2 separate regions of the Mus musculus genome follow, and region 2 is linked to region 1. The links are chromatin contacts, called in public HiChIP or PLAC-seq maps. All regions are on one chromosome and are shown on one strand. The core of a region is the stretch at or near the end of the contact, and the rest is flanking DNA. Distances in the headings are between cores, read along the strand shown.

The links. HiChIP or PLAC-seq counts read pairs in DNA pulled down with a chosen protein or histone mark.
Region 2: an HNF4G HiChIP or PLAC-seq map of pancreatic cancer cells shows a contact between it and region 1. The contact joins the enhancer-like site here to the promoter of Atp13a3 in region 1. A contact is called at or near these places in 2 of 39 promoter capture datasets (hippocampal neurons and pre-B cells), 4 of 484 Hi-C or Micro-C datasets (CD4 T cells, LSK cells, cerebellum and 1 more) and 4 of 115 datasets of contacts at active chromatin or transcription factors (acute myeloid leukemia, large pre-B cells, memory CD8 T cells and 1 more).

What each region holds. Positions count from the first base shown.
Region 1 is chr16:30,386,201-30,390,390 of GRCm38.p6, reverse strand. It overlaps Atp13a3 (ATPase type 13A3), which reads left to right and starts at 1,861. Exons shown (of 34, transcript NM_001128096.1): 1 at 1,861-2,043; 2 at 2,739-2,784.
Region 2 is chr16:30,969,781-30,973,549 of GRCm38.p6, reverse strand. All of the region lies in intron 3 of Xxylt1 (xyloside xylosyltransferase 1), which reads left to right. It overlaps Gm15742 (a long non-coding RNA gene), which reads left to right. Exons shown (of 2, transcript XR_384807.2): 1 at 1-143; 2 at 3,611-3,769. Among named protein-coding and RNA genes, the nearest start is that of Gm15742, 4.8 kb to the left of the region's middle. Within about 2 kb of position 1,424, at least 129 of the 459 cell types and tissues checked have an H3K27ac peak or open chromatin away from gene starts, as enhancers often do. A contact at or near this core is called in LSK cells, acute myeloid leukemia, memory CD8 T cells and 3 more, where this site is marked.

The sequences.
Region 1 (4,190 bases), core at 612-3,111:
GTAGAGTAATTTCAGAAGGTGAGAACACCCACAGTGTCAAATGTGGCAGAGAGATGCTGAGAGGTAGTACCGAGGACAGTTCTGCAATGGTGGATGACAAGGTCAAGGGTTACTGTCAGTTGAGCTCTCTCTCTCTCTCTCTCTCTCTCTCTCTCTCTGTGTGTGTGTGTGTGTGTGTGTGGTTAGTTTGCCACGAGTTGAGGAATGAGGAAGTACAGGCAGGCCAGGGGGAGACCCACTGTTTAAGAGGTGTGCATAAGAGGGTCAGAAACACTTGATGGCTAATTGAAGAGGGCACTCTAAGTGGATGGTTGGCTTGACAGTTTTATTTATAGGACCAGGAGAGGCTTGTGCTTGTTAAAATCTGCGAGGTAAATAACCAACTGCTAAGGAAGCTGTCAGGAGTGTGTGCAGGGTTTTTTCAGTTCTACCCAGACTTCCTCAATCCTAGACTACTTACGTACTCCAACACAAGTGAGCTAGGGAACACACGGAGGGCTGAAACCCAATGGGGAGCAGGAGCTGGGAAGCCACAGCTGTGGCTCATCGTCATTTACTGTGATGTCCACATTACCTGGTAAAAAGAATTTCGTGGTTGCCATCCAGCCCTTCACCACTGCGGTTGGAAAGCAGGATCAGCATCCTTACTGTTCCCATTGAAGTGTATTAGGGCCACGTATCTGGGGCACATTACCGACCCAAATGAGGTGCTACTCTCTGCTGCGGACCAAGAGGCAGGATGCTCCATGCCTCTGGTGGACGGTGCCCAAGTATGGGAACAGGAGCTGAACACAGCTGTTCCCTCCTCTAAGACAGTCAAGCAGCTAAAAGTTATGTTTGTAGGAAGGTAGGAGAACAAAGATGGCCAGGCGTCTGGGATGCAGGTGAGGTAGACTCAGAGTGGAAAGATGGCGGAGCTGGAGGCAGCAGGTGGCAGGCTCAGCTTCCCGCGCTCGACAGGGAGCGGAAGGCAGTGAAAACCAAAACCGCGATTTGAACATCCGGGCGAGGCAGTGCCCCAAGATAAATCTCCTGTGGAGGGAAGTATTTAATTTGCTTCCAGCTCTGTCGGAAGAAACTCCTCTCTGAGACCCGGCTGTCTTCCGTATGGAAGCTCTCTTACCTACCTGACTGTTCTCTGTCCCACGCCCGTGGGCTGGGCCAGGAGTTCCATTGGAATTAAAGTGTTCTTTTTGGTATAGGTGGGGATAAAGGAGGGAAAGAATCTGGGTCCAGAGCTAGGACTTTGCTCTCCACCTTGCCAGCACAGGCGTCCTTTATGATTGCCACCCTAGACAAGCCTGCACTTACCACTGGGCCTCAGTGTCTTTGTTTAGAAAATGGGGGTTTGGACTACGATCTCCTCGCATGGGAAGCGACACCTAAGTTGATCGCCTCCCGCAAAATGAGTCCTGAGCAGCATCCCGCTAGCAGTTCTCGCTTAGGCGGGCTGGGGGCCCCGTAGGCGAGGAGGTGGGCGGGACCGGAGGGTCGCCCCGCCCCCTGACGGCCCCTCCGCGCTGGGCGCTGGGATGAGGCAATCACGTGACCTCACATCCGGCGCGGGAGTCCTGAGCTCGCGGGGCGCTCCCCGTGTGCCCGCCGGCCCTCCCCGCAGCGTGACCGGGCGCCGTGGCCGCGGGGAGGGGGTCCGCTTCGTCGCCGACGGCGGGAGACCGCTTCGCAGCACAGACCGTCCTCCTCCCCTGCCGGTCTTCCGCGCCGCGCTCCCTTGTTCTCGCCCTGCCCGGCTGCACGCCGCCGCCGCCGCCGCCCCGGGCGCCGACAGCGGAGCGCGGACGCCCCTGAGCCCGGTGCGGCCCGGGCCCCGCCGCGGCGCCTCTGTTCCCACAGCCGGAGCCGCGACGCGTGGCGGCGGACCCTCGAGCCCGAGCGACCCGCGGCCGCCGGCGCCGGCCGTGGGTGATGGGGCTGGGCTGAGGAGAGGCGGCGGCGGTGGCGAAAGCGGCCCCCCGGCCCCCTGCGGCCTTTTGGCTGCCCGGGCCGGGAGGCCGCGGAGAAGGCGGCACGGCGGCGCGGCTGGTGAGTGACTGGGCGAGCGGGGTGTGGGGCGGGAGGCGAAGGTGATGGGGAGGTTGGAGGAGGCGAACGGCGTCGCCCGGGTGGCGGGTACCAGGTGGGTCTGTGGCTGCTTCCTCGACTCGAATCGGACATCACCTCTCTGGGAAGGGGTATGTGTGTGACAGGGAGAGGGGTGCGGAGACCCGGCACTGTCTGGGAGCACGTGTACGTGTGGAGGTCTGGAGTGCACCCTCTGCGTGCCGGCCGGCCCCGCTAGGCCAGCCGCTCTAGAAAGTCCAGAAGGTGATGTGCCCGGAGCAAGAATGTGGGAAGGGCCCCAGATGGGTCCGTGCCGGTGCTGACTGTCCGAAGCCTAGTTCGGCCCCAGCCACCGACGAGTAAATCACCCTACTATCAGCACACTCTACACCGATAACCGAAGTCCAGAAAGGAAAGCGGACTTGAGGTGTCAACACTCCAGATTAAAGGGAGAGACGCAGGGCCGTGAGGACTAGAAAAGCCCAGACCCTTTTTTCGCTACGTACTCTCTGGCCTCGCCTTCACACAGACTGTGGGCCTGATTGATCGCTTTTCTGGTGGGGTGTGGAGTTGGGAGTGGAGGAAGGAGTAGCATTTGTCGACTGACAGTAACTGTTTGGGGCTTCCCAGTTTGGAAGGCTTTTGTGACAGGTGTTCATTGTTTATTTCCCCCTTAGGTCTGACAGAAGCACCCTAGGATCTTGGTGTCTGGATACATAAGAGGTATGAATCACTTACATAATTAGCTCCCAGTCATTAATGTTTTAGAGCTATATTTAGTGGCTTGTATTAGTGCAAAATGAATGGTTCTGGAGTCATAAACCCAGAAATTTATGTGATTCTGAACTGAATGGAACACGTTTGAGTATGTTAATGGTGATTTTTTTTTTTTTTGATCTGTGAAGCAGGACTGCAGGATTGTTTAAATCCAAGACATGTGGGGCCTTTTCGTGACGAATACAATTATAGAGGGTTTGAGGCTAATGTGAAAGTTTATTTGTTTTTACTTACATGTGTGCTTGAGTATGTATGTGAAAGGCGTGGATGCCCTCGGAGGCCAGGCCCTTTGAAACAGGTGGTTGTGAGCTGACTGCAGTGGTTAGGTCCTAAGAGCAGCACGCACTTTTTACTGCTGAGCCATCTTTCTAGCTCCAGTGCGATTTTATTCTGGAAGGGCCAGCACGTCATTAAACGGGCTCCACCTTTGATTAGAACCAAACCTTTTTTGCTAAAACTGGCATCAGTTTTGTTTTCCTGGAATATATGTGTAGCATTCTTTTTGAGGACTGTTGCTTTGCTGAATAGGCTGTAGTTGCTAAGATAGATTGTGTGGACATCCCATCAGGGTTTGTCCAACAACTTCAAAAGTACATCAGTTTCTGGAAGTTCTTTTTGAGATGGTAAACCCATTAATGACAGTTGTAGAAGAGGAAAAAAGATGATACTGCCTCAGCCTTCTGAGTAGTTGTGTTACAGGCAGCAGCACTAAGTTTAGCAGGGAGGATACTGTTTACTCCGTTTCCTGGTGTTTCCTGGTGTCTGCTCTCCCCACTCCCCAGTCGTTTGTCACTAGTTTAGGTAGAGGATGGAGTAGTTGAGATTTTTAAACGTTGTTAGAACAGCAGTGCTTGTTTTGGTTATGGGATTAGGCAGGAAAAGTGATAATTTATATGTTTCATTTAAGTACGGTTGTAATCAGATGAAAATATTACGTGGCAGTGTAGTTTTGAAAACAAAGTTGATAAGCTTCAAGCTGATGGAGCGCTATGATTGATTTCTTAGCCCAGGCCAACCAGTAACAGAAATTGAAATTTTAATTTAGAATTAGTTTGAGAATTTAATTTAGAATTAGAATTAGTTATATAAATTCCTATATTGGCATTAAAGTAGTTTCATAGATAGTAGAAAGAAAATCTCATGTCCTATGAAGTGCTTGGTTCTGTTATCAGATATTAGCACTAACATAGTTCAACATGTTTAGTTTGCCCCTAATAACCATGTAATACCAGTTTCCCAAATGATTCTTTCTTTTTTTAAAAAAAATAATTTATTTTTATGTTATGCATTAGTGTTTTGCCTGAATGTCTGTCTGTGTGAGGGATCAGATCCCCTGGAACTGTAGTTGTGAG
Region 2 (3,769 bases), core at 175-2,674, 580 kb before region 1:
CAGTAGAGACCTTTCTCGGAAAGTCAAGTTCAGCCCTTGCTGTTTGCTGGTGAAAGTGCATCTGTCTGGACTACTTCACTTCAGTAAGCGTGGGCTGGGCCCCTGCCTTGTGCCAGGCACGGGGCCAGGCAGTGGGGATTCAGGTATGTAAAGACACCATTTCTATCCCCAACGGTATGACAACTCAGTGGGTCAGAGTGGCTTATGGGGCCCTTGCAGACTTCACTAAGGAATTGGCCTCTGGGCTGTGGTTTGATTAGAAGGTAGCTGTGTGGATGGTGAGGAAAGAGGGCACAGCAGCTAAGGCCCTGGTGAGAATGGCATATGCAGAATCAGCAGGAATGTCAGTGTGGATGGAGCAGAGGAACCTGGGGTGGACAGGGCATGGCCAGATGGCCCGGCTTCTCATGGCCTGGGATCGGGTCTTCAGAAAGTGGGGAGCGTGGCGTCACTGCTGTCAGGACAGATGAACAGCAGACACCTGCCTCTTGGCTAGATCACACTGTCTAACAGTGTGCTACAACTACGTCCATTCCCATAGGTCACACCGCTGGAGACAAGACCCGGTGCTGGGTGTGTAGACAGGAGGTCCAGGGTAAATATCATCCTTGTGGCCATCAGAAGGCCACCGATGAGGGCGGGACAGTGTGCCCATTCACTGCCAGAGCAGTGACTTGGTGGGAACAACAGCGGAGGTCAGGAGAGTCTTTCACAGGTACCATCTAAGGCCCTCCTAAAATTTCCATCCCTGTGCCTTACACTCTTGTTTTCCTCTATTTTTTATGCCCAGCAAGAAATAAATCTCAAATATTTACCAGAGGTACACTTAAAAGCAGCTTTTTCTAAAAGCAGCGTTTACACTGAGGAAGATTTCAAGTGCAGCTGTGGCACTGGGTTGTGCATCATCTGGCTGTGGCTTGGCTTAGTGGCCTGGGAAAGAGGATGGCGATTGACTCTTGCCAGCAGTGTGTCTCACCAAGGCAGAACCACCGCACCTGGGCTGACAGTGTGGACCCCAGTTGGACGGCTTTGTGGTGGCAGTCTCTGTGATGACACACCTTGTGTCTCTGGGACGAGCTGCCTGAGTGATGATGGGCACAGGGAGCATGCCCAGGTGTGAGCCCACGCACCTGCCGCAGAGAGCATGCGCAGATATGAGTCCACGCACCTGCCACAGAGAGCATGCGCAGATATGAGCCCACGCACCTGCCGCAGGCCCGCATTGTGCATGGGGAGTTGTGCAGGATGATTGGTTCCTCTTCGGTTTGTTATTTCCGTCTCCTGAGAAGGGTGAAAAGAGGAAAAAAAACCAACTATTTTCACAGAAAGTGTGTTTGAGAACTTGTCTCTACCCCACATGCTCTTGCCTGCCTCAGAACATTCCATGCTAATTACACAAGCTGCTGCTGCCGCCACAGCTTCCTGTTGGTGTCCACGGCTCTGGAAACCACGGAAACTGGTGACATCTATGCCTGCAGCAGGCTGCAGTACACATGAAGGGGGCTGACTTTGGGTGAGGGCAGTGTGCCCGCTGCACGCCAGGCTCAGGCCTGCTGGAGGAACACAGCTCACAGTGGCTTGTAGAGGAACCGTGTGGCACTAGGACATAGGAAGAGAGACAGCTGCTCCATCCACTGATTCTGTGCTGGAAACAGACCACGGACTGAGAGATCTCAGCCACGGACAGTGGCAGGAGGGTCTCTAGAGAGCTGGTCCCGTGTCTGTATCTAACGACTTGGTTTCCTCTTTGAGACAGGGTCTGACTACTTATCCTTGTTCTCCTGTAACTCTAGACCAGGCTGGCCTCAAACTCACAGAGATCCACCTGCCTCTACCACCCTAGTGGTGAGATTAAAGTCACACCTGCCTTCTTCTGCCACAGTTTTAAATTGCTAAAATATATGCAACATAAAAGTTGCCGTTTGGAACATCTTTAAGTCCATAACATTAATTCTGCCCAAATGTCCCACCATCACCATCCTATTTCCAAAACAGTTGTATTACCCAAGCAGAAATGTCATCCTCTGAACGGTTGCCCTGCATCTTTCCTCCTCAGCCCATGGCAAGCTCTCATCTACTTATGTCTTATACATCTGCCTGGTTTAGATGGTCCATGTCTCCTCTGTCACTCTGTGGCCATTAGAAGCCCCGGACACATACTGTTCCCAGCTCCCATCAGGGCTCAGAGTAGGGCTGTGGCCTGGCCTGAGAGGCAGTGAAGCAGAAAGGAGAGGTCTCACCGTTACTAGCTGGGCATTTTGACGGTCATCCTTACATCCTGAAAGCCTTAGTTTCCTCATCTAGAAAATGGGTTTAATAATGTGTACCTCCCAAGCATGCATAGACAGCTCAAGTATGTAAATGTGTAGAGGAGTGCTTAGGGACAGGTTTTGTCATAATTATCTGTATTATCGTAACCTGTACCTCCAAGTCCCATAATGACTAAAAGAAATCACTTATAAATTGTTCATGAAGTAGCTGGCAGGTAATAATTATTGAAGTAAATGCCAGCTACCCATATACATACATGCCATGTGCATTACAGAAAAACCAACACAGTGGTTAAGAGCATTGGCTGTTCTTACAGAGAGCACAGTTTTAATTCCCAGCGCCCACATGGTGTCCTACAGCCATCTTGAACTCCACTTCCAGGGGATCCAGTCCCCCTTTCCGGCTTCCACTGGCACCAGGCAAAGCAGCCTGCACATAGGTAACAATAACTTTGTAAAGCAACAGCCAGCAAGGGGCTTAGACAGGCTGTCCCCAACTGAGAGTCAACGCTCGTCCAGCAGCAGATTGCCCCACCCCAAGTAGGGCCCACTGTTTCCTATTTTCTTTCCAAGCAGCAGAGAAATGAGGAGTCCCAGGCAGTGGAGACTAGCTGACTGTAGAAGCTCATCTTAGAGCCAAGGCAAAGTCAAAACCAGAAGCTTCGAACGTGAGGAAGGTGTCGGGGTTCACTGCCCAGCCTCAGCGCTTTCACCCTTTTGAAGTTGGGAGACGGCTCCTTTTGGGATCAGTCTTTCGAACCTCCAGCAAACTATGGCCCCATCCCATCAGAGTTGAGAGAAGTGAGTGGCTTCCTGTTGTGTGGGGCCCTACGGTTTCCATCAGAGTCCCATTTTAAACACACAGAAGGAAAAGTATCCTGATTGGAAACCTGACCACACTTGTCCCCTTGTCCTAATTTCAGTGGCCAGCTAAACAAAGCAGCGCTTCTGGGAAAGAGCTGTGAGAAGGGTTACCAAGATGAAGCTGGAGGGATGGCCTCCCCAGGGCAAAGACACACTGACTCGGACTGCAGGGAACGTGTGTGTGTCTGTCACTGTGAGTGTGCTGGCTTGTGCTGGTCATGTGTGCGCACATAGCCCCTAGAAGGGACTCTGCTAGATGTCACCCGGCTACATCCTTCAACACGCACGGCCTTCTCTAAAGCTCCAGGAAAGAAGGTTGTCCAAGTTTCTCTTCCTACCAAAGCTGAGTGAGTGGCTTCTGGAAGCACCTGGCTTGGTTCTGTTGGGCTGCCGGCAGAACCAGATTCACTGGGCACCGGTGTCCCTGCCGTGAAGGCTGCCATGCACACCTGAGTGCCTTAGCCTTCTTTCTGCAGGTCTCTTCTCCACAAGAGTTGGCAGTGGCCCTGGTGCATGCTTCAGGGAGCTGGTAACAAGAACACTTGAGGATGTACCCAGCAGAGTGACCCGTCCCTGCAAGCACTTTGGGTGCCTCACCCAGCACTGGCCAGTGAAGGAAGCAAGCAAGCCGTCCT